2 separate regions of the Mus musculus genome follow, and region 2 is linked to region 1. The links are chromatin contacts, called in public Hi-C maps. All regions are on one chromosome and are shown on one strand. Each heading gives the region's core, a stretch centred on a gene start, on an enhancer-like site or on the middle of the called end of the contact. The rest is flanking DNA. Distances are from core to core; before and after follow the strand shown. Region 1 holds the start of Stamos (signal transducing adaptor molecule (SH3 domain and ITAM motif) 1, opposite strand). Region 2 overlaps Stam (signal transducing adaptor molecule (SH3 domain and ITAM motif) 1).

Region 1 (7,461 bases), core at 2,560-5,059:
CCCACGGTCCTGCCCCTAAACCTTTGTATCTCAGCTCACGTGGTCAAACTTCCCTCATTCACCAAATTTTCCAAATAACAAATCCTTGTCAGTTCTCGGCAGTAGAGAGAGAGATTTTGAGTCAGAAAATTCACTGTCATGAGGAGGCTGCTGTGGCTAATGTAGGATTCAAATAGCATCCTGGCTGCCATCAACTAGATGTCAATAATCACAACCATAAAATGACTCTGCCTTGAACTCAGAGATGTGCCTGCCTCGTCCTCCTGAGTGCTGGGATTAAAGACATGTACCACCACTGCCTGGCTTCATAAAATGATTCTTGACATTGTCCTTGGAAGAACAGAGCTTAAAATCTACTAGGATTGAAAGTCACTAGATTAAAGGCATGTATTTAGGTATCACCGTGCAGCTTGAACAAGTTTCTACTTTTTCAGGCTCTGGTTTATTTTCTGCTAGATGGAACTTAAATATTTGTTACAGGTAAACCTCATGGTCTGTTTTATAGTGTATCGTGAAAAAATTTGCTTCTCTTTATATCCAATTAAATTCCTGTTTGTCGCCAAAAAAAAAAAAAAAAAGAAAAAAAAGAATAAAATAAAATTTAAAAAAAAAGAAAGAAAGAAAGAAAGAAAGAAAGAAAGAAAGAAAGAAAGAACATGACTCTTAGACATCAGAACTGACTGGCAGGAAAGATTAATGACTCAATCCTGAGGTGGGCTAAGATGACAGAATGAGAAGTGGGAGGGGAATAAATGATTTTTGGTATGCTTGTTTCTAGATTCCTATCAAAATCCAGTGGAAATATTCAGTAGATGGATGCCTAAATCTCCAATACTGACTGAGACTATTTAAATTTGTGATTAACAGGAATAAGCAAAGTGCTTAAAGCTAAGAGACTAGCTGTTTTAAATCTTGCTTCACAAATATAGAAAATTTCTTCTAAGTGCTTTTTAAATATTGACTCAATTCTCTTACCAACCCTGTAAGCTAAGAAACACTGTACATTTTGTTTGTTTTTTGCTTTTGCAAATATATTTAAGGGAACATTATAATTCTTATACTCCATATTTAAAGACAAAGAAACAAAGGCAGAGAATAACCAACTAGCTTAAAGCCAGATTGCTGATAAGCAGCAAGCATGAAACCTGAACTTAAGCAAATCACTCCAAATTCTACTAAGCACTAAATCTCATAAGACTCTAAGAGAAGAAAGTCTTAATGGAGAAGAGCTGTTATTACTGCTCAGCATTTAGACACTGAAAAAAAGTGGGGGAGGGGACACTAAAAAGCTAAGCAGAAAACCAGAAAAGGGCTGATGACCTACAAACCTATGGATAAAGCACAGAAGAAAAATGTAAGACATCAATAAAAAACTGGATGAGGAACTGGCTGTTGGGATCGGTAAATACAAATCAGTAGGGACCTGATGGCACAAAGTATCTTTATAATTCAGAGTGATTTCTAAAAAAACATGTCTAACAGGCTTAACATAGTTTCAACTCAACAAGCACTTATTCAAAGCCAACTATGCAGCAGCCATCAAACAAGGAGCAAAATAAAGAACACATTGATATGTAATGTTTAAGACAAAAATGCTGAAATTTGTAGAACATGGGGAAGGTGAAAAATCACTGTATTTAAACAGCCCCCGAGACATTAAGTCATGTCTTTTAAAGTCATGACTGGCTGTGAGATGTTACTGGCATCCACTGAGTGAAGAGCAAATACAAAGTTAACAGCCTTCATGTATAGAGCATAACCTCCTTAAGGATTTTATCTATTCCAAACTGTCAGTAACACTGCTACTTATAAACTCCAGGTTGCAGGAATCAGCAAATAATTCAGGTACAACAAGTCAGACTCTAAGTTGACCTTAAAGCATGAGGACATATGTGTGGAAAGACACATGAAATAACAGAAACAAAAGTATAAAGGCAAGAAGGGGCCTGTGTTTGGACTGGGCGGTGTAGGTAGCAAGAACAGGTTTAACATCAAGAAATCCATCTGAATCCACTGCAAATGTGAGTTCAAAAAAAAAAAACAGAAAGAATACATATTAGGCCCTGGGTTCCATTTCCAATACCACAAAAAGGAACAAGCCAGGAGAATATAAGTGTGACTGATTAGCAGAAAGCAAGATCATATAGGATCACTATAGGTGCCAGGAACAGAGGCAGCAAATATTGTTTTATTATAAGCATTTGTCCTAAAGACTGATGTAACAAATTGTAAAACAGCCAAAGAGCCGCAATGAGATGGTCTTCATGGTTGCATTTCTTGTCAATGAACACTGTGTTCAGTAAGTACTGGTGCTAAGCACTTATTAAACACAATTTCCCAATTCATTACTTATTTAGCACTATTGATGATTTCTAAAGTTCCATCCACAGCTCAGATTCAGGACATTCAACTGAATCACTATGAACCAGGCAGGAAGCGGCAGTAATAGTACATTTTCTCCAGTTGGCAAAATGTAAAATTCACCTCTAATAAACAAAATTCATAAAGTAACTCTCACAAGTTATCCTTACATTCTTTTACTACAGTTATGCTTAAATTCAGCCTGTGGGACTGGATGGTATTGGTTCGCTTTCATTCCACACTATGCTGCCAGTGTAGTTCAATGTAATGCATTCAAAAACATCCCAAAATTCTTTCAAGAAATTCAAATCAGGTCTGAAAAATAGATAGCTAACCTGTTAAATTGGTATGCTTGGTACCTAATACCAATGATTCAGACAACAAAAAATTTAGCATTTCAGACCCCATCCTAGAATCAAAATCCTCTTCCACACTTCCCCAAAGGCAGAGGCCCAGCCTGAAAAAGGCATCCCAAAGGCTCATGTCTGCGTTTTCAGTTGTTGCCAAGTAATCCATCTCCATCTCTTCCAACATTTCAACCTACCAGTACGTAACCAGACCTCTCTCCTCCAGGGACCGTTATAGGGCTATTTAAAAAACCCTTTAAGTAACCTTACCTAAAACATTCTGCCAGTTCCATTGGGCCAGGCAAATACTTTGGCGATAGAGCATATAATCAATCTGCTTAAGCCAAGATACGTCTGTCCTTCGCTCTTCTCCCAGAAGCCATGCCCCAGCGGCAGATGGCTTCGTCGTCTGTTCCTCCCGAGGCAACCCTTTACCCCGAATCCCTTAAGCGATTCCTTCAAAGCTCCCCCTCCCCAAGTCCCTTACCAAGGCCCATTAGAGAGGTTCTAAGTCCCATTTCTTCCAAAGAGGATGCGCCAAGCGCTCAACCCTCTCCCAACTCTGAACGAAGGGGCCCCGGGAGAGAAGAACGTGGGCTCGGCCTCGGGAATCCAGAATGAACGAACGCAGTGGGACGGGAGTCGGCGCGGGCTCGCAGTCTCGGGGGGCACCCACGGGGGGCGGTGAAAACACTTACCAACATCCTGGTCGAAGGGGTTGGTGGCAAAGAGAGGCATGTCCGCTGCGTGCCGAGGTGTCCCCGGGGACTGCCCCTCGACCCCGCGGCACTCTAGGGGTGACGGAGAAAGGAGGCCCCTCAGGTACAAACACAGCAAGGGCGCCTGCCTGCCAGTGCAGGGTCCCTCTCAGCCCCTCCTCTCACCCACCCCAGCAACAGAGGCGGCGGCGGCGGCAACAGCCGAGAAGCGGAACAGGCCCCCGCGCGGGGCGTGTCGGGAATGTAGGCGACTTGAGCGCTGCCTGAACACTGCCCGCTCCGGGTCTGGCCAGAGCCCGCCGCCTCCGCCGAGGCCCACGCGATGAGCCGCCGCTGTCTCTTCCTCTGCTGAGTTCCCGCGTGCCCGTGGGGTTAGCGGCTAGGTTCTCGGCTTTTCCATGTCCCCGGGCGTCTCGGGAGGACGAGGTCCTTCAGGCGCACCGAGGCCGACTAAGAGCCTCTAGAGTGAATAAGAGACTGGGAGAGGGAGAGGGTTCAGTTTGGGTCCAGCCAAACCCTTAATTTTTAACTCCTTGGGTTTATTCGATGGGTTGTTGTGATGTTGCAATCCCTCTAGAAAGTCAGGCAGTCCTTTGGGTTACCCGAGGAAAATGTTGAGCGCGCTCGTCGAGGGTTCATGGAAGTTGCTGGGATTGGAGTCATGTGAGCTGGTGGAGCTGGCCTGAATCCCTTGGAGGGAGTGTCGAGGCGCACAGCCTCTCGAGAGGCTGAGGTAACGCTGGCTCATTCCCCAGCCTGAGATCAGAGGGAGCCTTCCTGGGTGTGGGCTCCGACTGACTAAACGTGCAGTCACTGAGTCCCTGAGAAGATTAGACCTTCTCAGCCTGAGATAAGCACGCACACCCAACGGCAGAAATTGAAAAAAAAAAAAAAACACACACACACACATGAAAAATGGAGCCAGACATTGATGAGGACTCTTGGCAACTTAAAATGTTGATTTGGTGATCTAATTTGTACATATGTATGTAACGCACGCCCCCTCCCCAGCTCCCAACACACACACACACATTGTCCTCTAAATCATGTGAAATCTAAAGAATCATCTCTTGGAAATATTACGTAAAGTTAGCAAGTCGGTCTTGCACATGCACTGAGATTCGGTAAAAAGTGCCCAAATAGGGACCCTTACAAAAAGGGAAGCTTATAAACATGTCAACAAGATTTGTATAACAGTACAAACAGCTTGCTTACTAAACAGTTAAAGTCGAATTTTGGAGGAAGAGGAGCAAACTAAAGCATCGGTTAACGTTTTCAGTCATTTAAAACTAAAAGAATCCAAGGGATGGGAAACAAAGTTGCCTGATGGGGTATAAATTACAGCATTCTTAAGAGAAAGGATGGGAAGTATATAGCCAGCTTTTGGAAATGTGCCTCTGGTTCCAGTTATTCTGAATTTTAAATCTTACAGTCTTTTAAAACATGAACCAAGATATTAATGGCAGCGTTGTTTACAATATCAAAGTTTTGATGACCGCTAAACTGTCCGACATTAAAGAGATTGGACAAACTCCTCTGTCTGTTTCCTCATAAATAAGAAACGGAAATGACAAACCATTGAAGATGAAATAAATTACTAGAAGCAAATCCCCTGTAATAGTGTCTAGCATATAGTAAGCACTCAAGTGGAATCAATAGTTATAATTGTACTTATTTGGCCATTGAAAGTAAGAGCATAGATGTGTATTTACATAGACATCTGAGTGGATAAGAGTTTAAAAGGCTTTAAAGACTGACTGAGGATGAGCCTCAGTGATGGGGTACTTGTTTAGAATGTGAGAGGCTCTGGGTTCTGACCTTGGCACTGAAAAAGAAAAAAAAAAAAGCCTTCAAATATATGTGAAAAAATTCTACAATTTTAAACAACCTGAACGAAAATATTTTCTGAGTAACTTAATGAGCATAATTTTTCTTTCAAAGGGGTGGAGTTAAAATATAAAAATGTGACAAATGTCAGACATTAACGCCACCATTTTCTTAAGATTTTTGAAGTGCTTTTGTGTCATTATGAGAAGTATAAAATCTTCCCACTATTGGTATGGGAAGCAGAGCATCGTCTCTCAATAGACTTTTCTCTTGATTACTGCGCTGACAGAATTAAGTGTCAACTTATCCATTTAAAATGATGGGCCAGTGCCTTAAGTACCTTATCATAATTGCCCTGACTCAGAGCCAGATGGTTATGAAAATATATTTGGGCATGCTTCTAATCCAGTAATAAAATCAAATTGTTAGGTTGTTACCTAGCAAAACACTACTTTTCAAATTTGAATCATCAATATGTGAAAATCAGAAATAACATATATTAGTATGGATAACATTAACCATGTATTCTGACATAGAAGAATGACTTTGCTATTGGGGATCTTTATTATGTAATATGCTATGAAATAGAGGTTTTAAAAATAAGAAATGTTATATGTACAAGAAAAGGCAAATATAAAAGGTGGCATGGCTTTGTATTTTGGGGTTAACTTGCCATATTACCTAAAATACTGAAATTACTCATTTTATTTTTAATAACAGTTTCTTAAAAGACATTTTAGAGACTTGATTTCACATTAAAATGTTTCTATAATATGTTTAATAAATTCCACAGTTAATTTTGAAATGTCATATCCCTTTAATTAAATTGATTTTTAAAACTGTTCTATATTATAAACAAAGATATCTGTGTGTAAAATGGAGTAGCTTCTGGAAATTTTTCTGTTATTATAATAACCCAAACTAATTAATACACTCAACCTATCTGTTAACTACTTTATATTACATACTGATTTTTCTAACATATAAATATGATATCATTCCTTCAAAACTCTTATATGATTTCTCAATCAGCCAATGAGTCAATAAATATTTATTAACTCCTTATACCTTTGAGGTATCTATATGTTAGAAATAATATAGGATACATATCAGGAAGAGAGTCCTTAAGTTATTGTCCGATTATGGGTGTGCAGAGAGTCTCCTCCCTTCAAAGTCAATTCATTTTTTAAAATAGAGCAAATGTAGAATTCTTAAGAAAAAGTGAGAAAGAATGTTTAAGAATGGGAGGCGCTCTAAGGGAGGAATATTTAACCTTAGTACTACCATTACATCCTTAATGCATTGGACTTGCTTGCCCCTTCACTTCATATACTCTAGTTTTTTTCTGAACTATGACAGCAGTCCAGATGTCCCATGCCTCCCACATCCTTAAACAAACAACTTTTACCACTTTTCTTGTATTTAGAAATCTCTGGACCTTCTCTCAATCTCCACTTAGGAGACACTGACAAAAAGCCTTTCCAAATTCAGTACGTTATAAATAATGATACATCATAAGTTTTTGCTAATTAATTGACTGGTCACTTCTATCACAGCAGTCAGTGGGGTGATGTTTGTTCCACATATTGATTTCTACATAACACATTCTAAGTGTAGCCTTTTAGTGTAAGAACAATAATTTATTTTGCTTACGAATCAAAAGTTTTGTCAGACCTCACTATGAACAGCTTGCCTCTCCTCCTTTCAGCATCAACAGGACTACTACAGTGACTGGGATCACTACAGCTCGTTTTCAATATTTAACAAAGTTGCTCAGAGTCTGTCTGGCAATGGATGCTGGAAGTTGGCTGAGTCACTGGGGCTGTCTGCCGCACCAACTGCACAGAACATGCTATGTATCGGCTTGGCTTCTCCCAGCATACTGAATGGACATAAGTCAGAACGTTTCAAGAGACAAGAGAACGCCTCACATTCCTTAAACTGTGGACCAGGAAGTGGGGAGAGGGTCACTTCAATCATACTCTATTGCAGCCACAATGACTTTCAACAAATCGGCGTAGAGGGCATGTTTAAAAGCTACCACAATATTGGACCCAATGTTTAAGCATTTTATTTCAAATCATTTATATGCATTGGCTCTTCATAATTAGTAGCTCCACGACATTTATTAAATGGAATAAATGCAATCTGCTAGGATTAAAATGGCATATTATAATTACTGGCCATAAGGAAGTAACAAAATCTGT
Region 2 (7,461 bases), core at 3,610-6,109, 63 kb before region 1:
ACTGCCTGTTTTTCTTATCCAGATTTATGCTTATTAATCATTGTAATGAATTAAACATTTTCAATGTTAACCCCAACAACCATCAATAGCAAATTACTTCGGGTAAGAAGCCTGGGTCTGCTGACTAGGAAGAGCTTGATTTGCAGAGGATGGAACTGCTCCTTGGCTGATAGAAGACAGCTGCTCTGGGGGAAGGCTGTAGCTCTGCAGATGGGTCATCTGTGCACTCCCTGCAACCAGGTAGGTACCGCTCTGCGCAGGCCCTGGATATACCTATAAGAGATGATACGGAAACACTCCATTAGACAAGTTTAATGCATATTCCAAAGTTACTCAGCAGAGGCATTCAGTTACAAATACAGGAAACACTGTTCGTTTAGAATTTCCTTTACATGTTACTTCTATCCACTGGAATTTTATAAAAGGCACTTTTTAGTAGACTGATGATTTTTAACCTTTTAGTGTATGTATGTTTGCATGAAAGTACATGTATGTTTACATGAATGTGTATGCATCATGTGGGCCAAAGGTTGATGTCAAGTGTCTTCCTGGATTAGTTCCCACTGTATCTATTCAACCAGGGTCTCTTAAAGAACCAAAAGCTCACCCATTTGGCCACTATAGCTAGCCAACTTGCTCTAGGGATCCCTTCTGAATCTCCCTGTGCTGGGATTACAGGCGAGCTACCATGACCAACTGGCATTTACGAGAGAGCTGGGAATCCAAACTCCAGTCTGGCAAACACTTTATGCACTGAGCAATCTTCCTAGACCAAATTTTTATTTTAAGCATTATATGAGCAGATTTTACTTTCATATAGAAGCATTTCTATTGCCAATTCTTATATCCAAAAGCTGTTCTTTCTGTTGTTGAAATATATTTTATACTAACATAATCTCTATATTGAATTTATGATATACTTTCCATGTTGCTCTTTTAAGAAAGTTTTTGTTTGTTTGTTTAAATTCCAATTTGTTTGTTTGTCTGCCTGCTTAATTGAGGGGGCGGCTGTAGTTGGGGAGTATGGAGATGAGAGGATCTAGGAGGAGTTAGGGGAAGGGAAACCATGATCAGACTGTATGAAAATTAGTTTCTCATTCATACACACACACACACACACACACACACACACACACACACACAGAGAACACACTAACTTCCTAAGATTAAGGTGCACACACTCTGTTGTAAGTACCCAGTTCTGTAGGTTTAGAATGCAGCTATCTGTAAAACAGAAATAAATGGGGTGGCTGTGAGGTAAATGGAGTGGCTGTGTCTATTTCTATAAAAGCAGGCAGCAGCCTGGTTTTAGAGAAGCAATCTTCCTGCCTCAGCTTCCTCCTAAATGATGTGCACTTCCATATGTTCAGCCAACCTGTTCAGAATTATCCTACCATTATGAGCAACCATGGCTCACTGAAATCTTAAACTTTTCATCTTATTTACTGTGAAAGTCTGTTTATATATTTGAAAAGACATTCTACTGTCTTTAGATATCAAGACTGTGTTTGTTGGGCGGTGAACTGTTCACAGACAGCCTGGTTCCTGGTTGAGCACAGGCCTGGAGCCTTGGAGCCCTGGTGGGTGGTGGCTTTCTCCTTCATGGGGACTTTAGGAGTTTGGCTATGCCTCCTGAGACCCTGGCTCCTGTCACAGCTACAACCTCCCACAGCCCCTGCAGAGAGGTGTATGGCCATCAGTCACGTAGGCAATGCCCCAAACTCTTGGGATTCTGTCTGGACTCCACCCCCACAGTTACCTGGCAACAGCTAAGTATGCTCCTTCCCACAGTTATCAGGCAACAGCTAGGATGGCCAGCGCACTATAAAAGGAGCTGCTTGCCCCCTCCTCTCCCTTACCTCTTGTTCCCTCTCTGACCCTCTTGCTCTTACTCTCCCCTTTCACCCTCCTTCTCCCCCCCCCATTCCCCCTCTCCCCACATGGCCATGGCTGGCCTCTGCTTCTCTACTCTCTCCCTCTGTGTCTTTCTACAATAAATGCCTTAAAACCATGGACTGCCTCTTCTCATTGAAATCTGCTGTGCAGGTTTCCCTCTAAGGAGCGTGCATCTAATCTCCTGCCAGAAAGCCTTCCTGGGTTCCAGCCACAGGCTGCCACCAACCCAAGCCGCACACCGAGCAAGCCACCTGAGCTAGCCAGACTCTCTCCTCCCTGAGATAACCGGCCAGAGCTCTCCTCCTACCCCTTTCCCTTTGCCCCCAGGCCAGAGTCCACCCACTGTTATTGGAGTCTGGGATGTCTGAGATCGAGAACCTATCATTCTTGGCCTCTGTGCAGCCCAGGGACCCCAGAACCTGCTCTTCTGCAGTGCCCAGAGGTCTATGGTGTCCAAGAGTCGGAGCCCAACTCTGGTAGGTCCAAGGGGACCCCAGACTGTGCCTTTTCCTACCCCTGGAGCAGGATATCACAGCTTCCTACAATCCAACACAGTCTCCACTTCCTGCATCCCACCTGGCCCTAGCCCAGAGTGGACATGGGACCCCATTTTTTGCCCCACATGTGTTCATGTGCTAAGAAAACTAGCACAATCACCAAGAAACCAAGCACCTTCGATTTCATTAAATGCAACAGATTGACAACTAAACTCCAAAGGTCTTCATTACATAAATAAATACATAAGTTCTCAGAGCTACATTTTATTATTTCATGCAGTTCAAAACCACTTGTAAATCCAGCTTCAGGGATCCAACACCCTGTTCTGGCAACCAAGGGACACAGTATACACATGCAGTATACATCTGCAAGCACACAGGTACATTCACATGCATTTTACAAAAATATATTTTCTTTAATATTCCAAAAACTCTCAAGCACATTCAACACCCTGACCTTTACAGAACCGACCTGGGAAGCAGAGACAGCCGACGACTGCAGATAGTACTGCTGACTCTGTAATTTTGCATACATAGAGTACATTGGGTCTTCATTCATTAACTTCGTATACAGTGAGAGAGCTTCCATCACCTTCACGTTTAGTTCTGACAGTTCTGAATGTTTTCTGAAAGGTTACACATAATTCAACGTAATCATTTACTTGTTAAGTGATACATTGCTCTAAACTATGAATCATCAAAATAACGAAAGTGATCAGCAGATGTGACAGGAAGGCCTTCTGCTTGGCCCCGAGGCAACAGAAACTGTTTCAGGTAAAGATCCCATGCTGGAGCCCTTGACTTTACTTGAAAGCTATCTAGATCTCCTCATTTATCAACAGCCGGCCAGCCTGTGGGCTCTGGTAATGCTGCCTGGTGAGCACAACTGTGTAGAAAAAAGAGGAAGACAGTGAAGGCCTATGGGAAGCCAGCTTTTCAAGAAAGGGCAAATGAGCCCAAATCCTCACTCAGAGCAAGGTAAAAACAATGCATAAAGAATGGTTCTATGAAGTACTGTCTGTGTATGTTGTATGTGTAACAGATGCGTGCAAATGTAGAGGCCTGAGACACTTTAGTGTCTTTTCTCTGTGGCTCTCTACCTTTAGTTTTAAGACAGAATGAAGCTGAAGCTCATCCAGTCACTTTGGCTGGCCGGGCAGTGGACCTCAGGGATCTACCAGCACCATACTCTTCCTTCTCCCTAGCCACAGCACTGTGCTGGGTTTATAGGCACGCCCCACCACATGTGGGCTTTAAGGATCCAAACTTAGTTAGGCCCTTGCAGTTGTGATGCAAGCTCTTTACCATCTGAGCCATCTCTGCAGTCTGGACTATCTTTTTAAAGGAAGAAAGAAAGATACACAATTTAAATATAGTTGAAGGTCTTTTACCTATCAATATCTTCCAGCTTTTCATCAATGAGAGGTCCCATCTGGTGACACATTGCTAAGATGACAAGAAAGTAAACTTTTGAAAAATATTCATATAATTAGAAACATGAAAAGTTTAATGTGAAGTAATGAAGTTATTAATTATCCTTCATCAATAGAACCTAAAATAGATTTTTTAAAAATATAATAGTGACAATTTAAAATACTGACTTCAAAACGTTTTTTCCATCGTACAAGATTAAGATGTTGAATTTGTATAGCAAGGTTTGTGATTTCAACTTCTACTCAAGATTCAAATAGCACACGAAGGTTTTTGTGTGTGTGTGGGGGGGGGGGGGTGTTTGTTTGTTTGTTTGGTTGGTTTTTGGTTTTTCGAGACAGGGTTTCTCTGTGTAGCCCTGGCTGTCATGGAACTCACTTTGTAGACCAGGCTGGCCTCAAACTCAGAAATCTGCCTGCCTCTGCCTCCCGAGTGCTGGGATTAAAGGCCTGTGCCACCACAGCCCGGCCGTAATGTTTCCTTTCTAAGATTACTTTCAAAGCCCATCCTGGAGCAGTAGAACAAGAAAGACCTCATTTATTCTTTGCTTGTAAGGTAGACAGAAAATGAGGTTACCTTCAAGATGAAGCAGCTCTGGCAAGTCTGGCTGATTATCACTAGGATCTGTACTTTGCAACATCTGTAACAACTGGTCCATTTTATCCTACAGAAATTAAATAGTTCATGTCAAAAGCAACCAATCTCTATGAAACATTATGTTCTCATTTTGATAACTCAATCATGGATAGAAGATTTTTAGAATTCATAGTTAGGATGGTTAGTTTTCCATTTATGTTTTTAGCATCTTATGTATACCTTTTAGCACTATGAGAAATCTGACCCTTGCACGCTAACCTTAGGTATTTTTCAAAATGTCCAAACAAATCAGAACAGGATCATCCATTTAAACTTACAGGGCATAATCTCCACAATCTCTCATATCATGTTCGAGAATTTCACTTGGTTTTAGAGCAGCTGCAGTTTAGCCACACACCAGCTGGAACGTCCCTCTTAAGACAGCCTGCTGTGACTAACAGCTCAGTCATTACTTCTCTCTGGCAGAGATTATGACAGCTGTTCCACCCAGAGCCCAGGCCATCCACAGCTGTTCTTCTAAGTGGGGCTCTAAGGACTGATTCTGTTCTCTTCCATCAACATTTCAGTTTGTCATTAAAAGAAAGAAACTTCTACTTTATTCCTTTTTGTGGGAAATGATAGATCATATCCACTTACTTCAGTCCATTTCAAAATCCTTTAATACTCAGGATGGAAGGAACTAAAAAAGGCAGTTACAAAACATACCCACATAGTATACAAGATGGAGATTTTCATTTACCAAATTCTATGAAAATTATTACAAACTTCTCACACATATTTTCTATGCAGTACATAGGTACAATAAAAACTAAAAATTCAAGGTTATATCAAAGAATGTTTAAGAGATGAATTAATTGTTAGATTGACTGGAAGCAGAGGAAAGGTCCTGTCAAGGCAAATTAACTCTGTATTTTAAAATGGATATTCTTTCAGGTAAAAGATTCATGCTCATTTTAAGACATTTAAAAAGACAGCAGAAGTGTTTGTCTCCTGTTAATATAACACGGTTTCTATATGGGCCGCAGCTGAGTACTCATTCAAGCAGAATGCTCTGTAGGTCTTAGCACTCTTCATGCTCTTGTTTCTCTCACACAGAAAGGAGCACCACCACCATTTAAGCCAGGCTGAAGATGTGCCTCACCAGAAGGTCACTTGCCTGCCATGTACTAGACTCTGGGTTTTATCTCCAGGACCACAAAACAAACTATTGTTTCTTAAATCAGTAATTCCAAATTGATTTTCTCCTTAATCTCATTATAGCCTATATAATTTTATCTAAATGTACGTTCAAGTCTTCTAGAAGACATCTTTGCGATAAAATGTGTATAGGCTAGCAATATTCTTATGTGTTTTAAACTCATCTGTATGCATTAATGATTTCTACTAGTATATAAATGGGCTAAAGTAACAAAGCTCAAATTTAAGACGAAGTGAGTCAGGAATCATGGTTATTCATATTCCTATTTTATGATAGTATAGATGAAACTGACAGGAAATCTTGTTTACATATTTCAAGCTCTTAGTCTTATCATTAAACATTACTTTTAGGGGCTGAAGAGATGAATTTTAATTGGTATCATAAAGAGTTTTATAATGAGGATTTTTGTTTGTTTTCTTTTTAACATTTAGTTTAATTTTCTTAGCTTAGATATTCAGGAATGGAACTTCCAAATTAAAGGATCTAGGTGTTTTTCATGTTAATAACTACTGTGAAATTGTTGAGAACAATTCAGTAGTTGAGAACACCACAGCTCTTCCAGAGGATACCCAGCACTCATATGGCAGCTTGCAACTACCTGTTCTTCCAATTCAGGGAAAACTAATGCCCTTTCTAGCCTCTGTAGGTACCAGGCATGCAAGAGGTACCCACACATAAATCCAGGCAAAATACCCATACATGTGATGTGCAGTAAAATAAAATTTAAAAATTTAAAAGTTATATTTAATAATCTACTAGGGGGCAATTCACGGTGCTCACTGTTGTTGTTGTTGTTGTTATTATTATTATTGCAAAATGTATGAAGCCATTTGAATTGTGCTACCTAGTCATTACCACCATCAATATTTGGAACTACCCCTAGAAATCAATGCACTTCAATAAGGCTCAGTATGGGCACTGGATGAGGCTTTTATCTGTATAATGGAGAAAGAAATTGTAAAAGAGAAGAGAAAAAATGGAAAATGATGACAGGAAGTGTTCTAACACACACCAACTTCAGGAATTATTACAAGAAATGAAGTCCTGAAAAGAGTGTTATACACTGGTCTATACCAGGCGCCAGAAATTAAGCAGAGGACTACCCAATCTCTTTGGTTACTTAAGCACAAAGGCAGCTAGAAAAATATATAAACGAATGTAGTGGTACTTCAAATTTGGCCTGCTGGGAACAGTATCCTGTATGGCTTGCTAATTCCATCATTTAATACTTTACTGTAAAGTAAATTTTAGTGGATTAATATTTTGTTTTACCAATTCAATACAATATTGATACTGCTATTCAAAACAACACTATTAATAGGTGTGAATATAATTTAATAGCTATTGAGTACATGGAAAAACATGCATTTTCACAGAGCACCAATAAAACTATAAAATCTCCCATCTGCTCAACAATTTCACAGTAGTTATTAACATGAAAAACACCTAGATCCTTTAATTTGGAAGTTCCATTCCTGGATATCTAAGCTAAGAAAATTAAACTAAACGTTAAAAAGAAAACAAACAAAAATCCTCATTATAAAACTCTTTATGATAGCAATTAAAATTAGAAACTGCCTAGGTGCCTAATACTTAAATGGAGCAATATAAATCCAATCTATAACATACTAGACAGGAATTCATATTCATTCTTATTATCACTTGTTCCTCTCTGTATAGCACTAGAGATCAGTTCAGAGTCTGACACATGCTACACAAATATTCAACTACTGAGCTATATCCTCAACTGTTACCAGAATAAAAATTAAGTAAGTTTAAGTAAGGTAGAAACGAAGTCAGAGAAGCTGTAACAAAGATATATGCTTTGTCTATATTGCCAAC

The links. A called contact is a pair of places that touch in the nucleus more often than the background predicts.
Region 2: a Hi-C map of muscle stem cells shows a contact between it and region 1, with 3 times the contacts expected there. The contact joins the enhancer-like site here to the promoter of Stamos in region 1. A contact is called at or near these places in 5 of 39 promoter capture datasets (the C10 cell line, hippocampal neurons, liver and 1 more), 1 of 15 datasets of contacts at CTCF or cohesin (CD8 T cells), 17 of 484 Hi-C or Micro-C datasets (the C2C12 cell line, LSK cells, Th2 cells and 12 more), 12 of 115 datasets of contacts at active chromatin or transcription factors (the 230-238 cell line, the HPC-7 cell line, the SCID.adh cell line and 8 more) and 4 of 9 other capture datasets (adipose tissue, liver, macrophages and 1 more).

The regions. Positions count from the first base shown.
Region 1 is chr2:14,070,282-14,077,742 of GRCm38.p6, reverse strand. Stamos (signal transducing adaptor molecule (SH3 domain and ITAM motif) 1, opposite strand) reads left to right here and starts at 3,809. Exons shown (of 2, transcript NR_038162.1): 1 at 3,809-4,160; 2 at 6,963-7,410. Stam (signal transducing adaptor molecule (SH3 domain and ITAM motif) 1) reads right to left here and starts at 3,643. Exons shown (of 14, transcript NM_011484.3): 1 at 3,407-3,643. The coding sequence starts at 3,446.
Region 2 is chr2:14,134,514-14,141,974 of GRCm38.p6, reverse strand. It overlaps Stam (signal transducing adaptor molecule (SH3 domain and ITAM motif) 1), which reads right to left. Exons shown (of 14, transcript NM_011484.3): 10 at 4,401-4,488; 11 at 3,785-3,839; 12 at 2,866-3,019; 13 at 98-273. Among named protein-coding and RNA genes, the nearest start is that of Tmem236, 36 kb to the left of the region's middle. Within about 2 kb of position 4,859, at least 20 of the 459 cell types and tissues checked have an H3K27ac peak or open chromatin away from gene starts, as enhancers often do. A contact at or near this core is called in the C2C12 cell line, muscle stem cells and pre-pro-B cells, where this site is marked.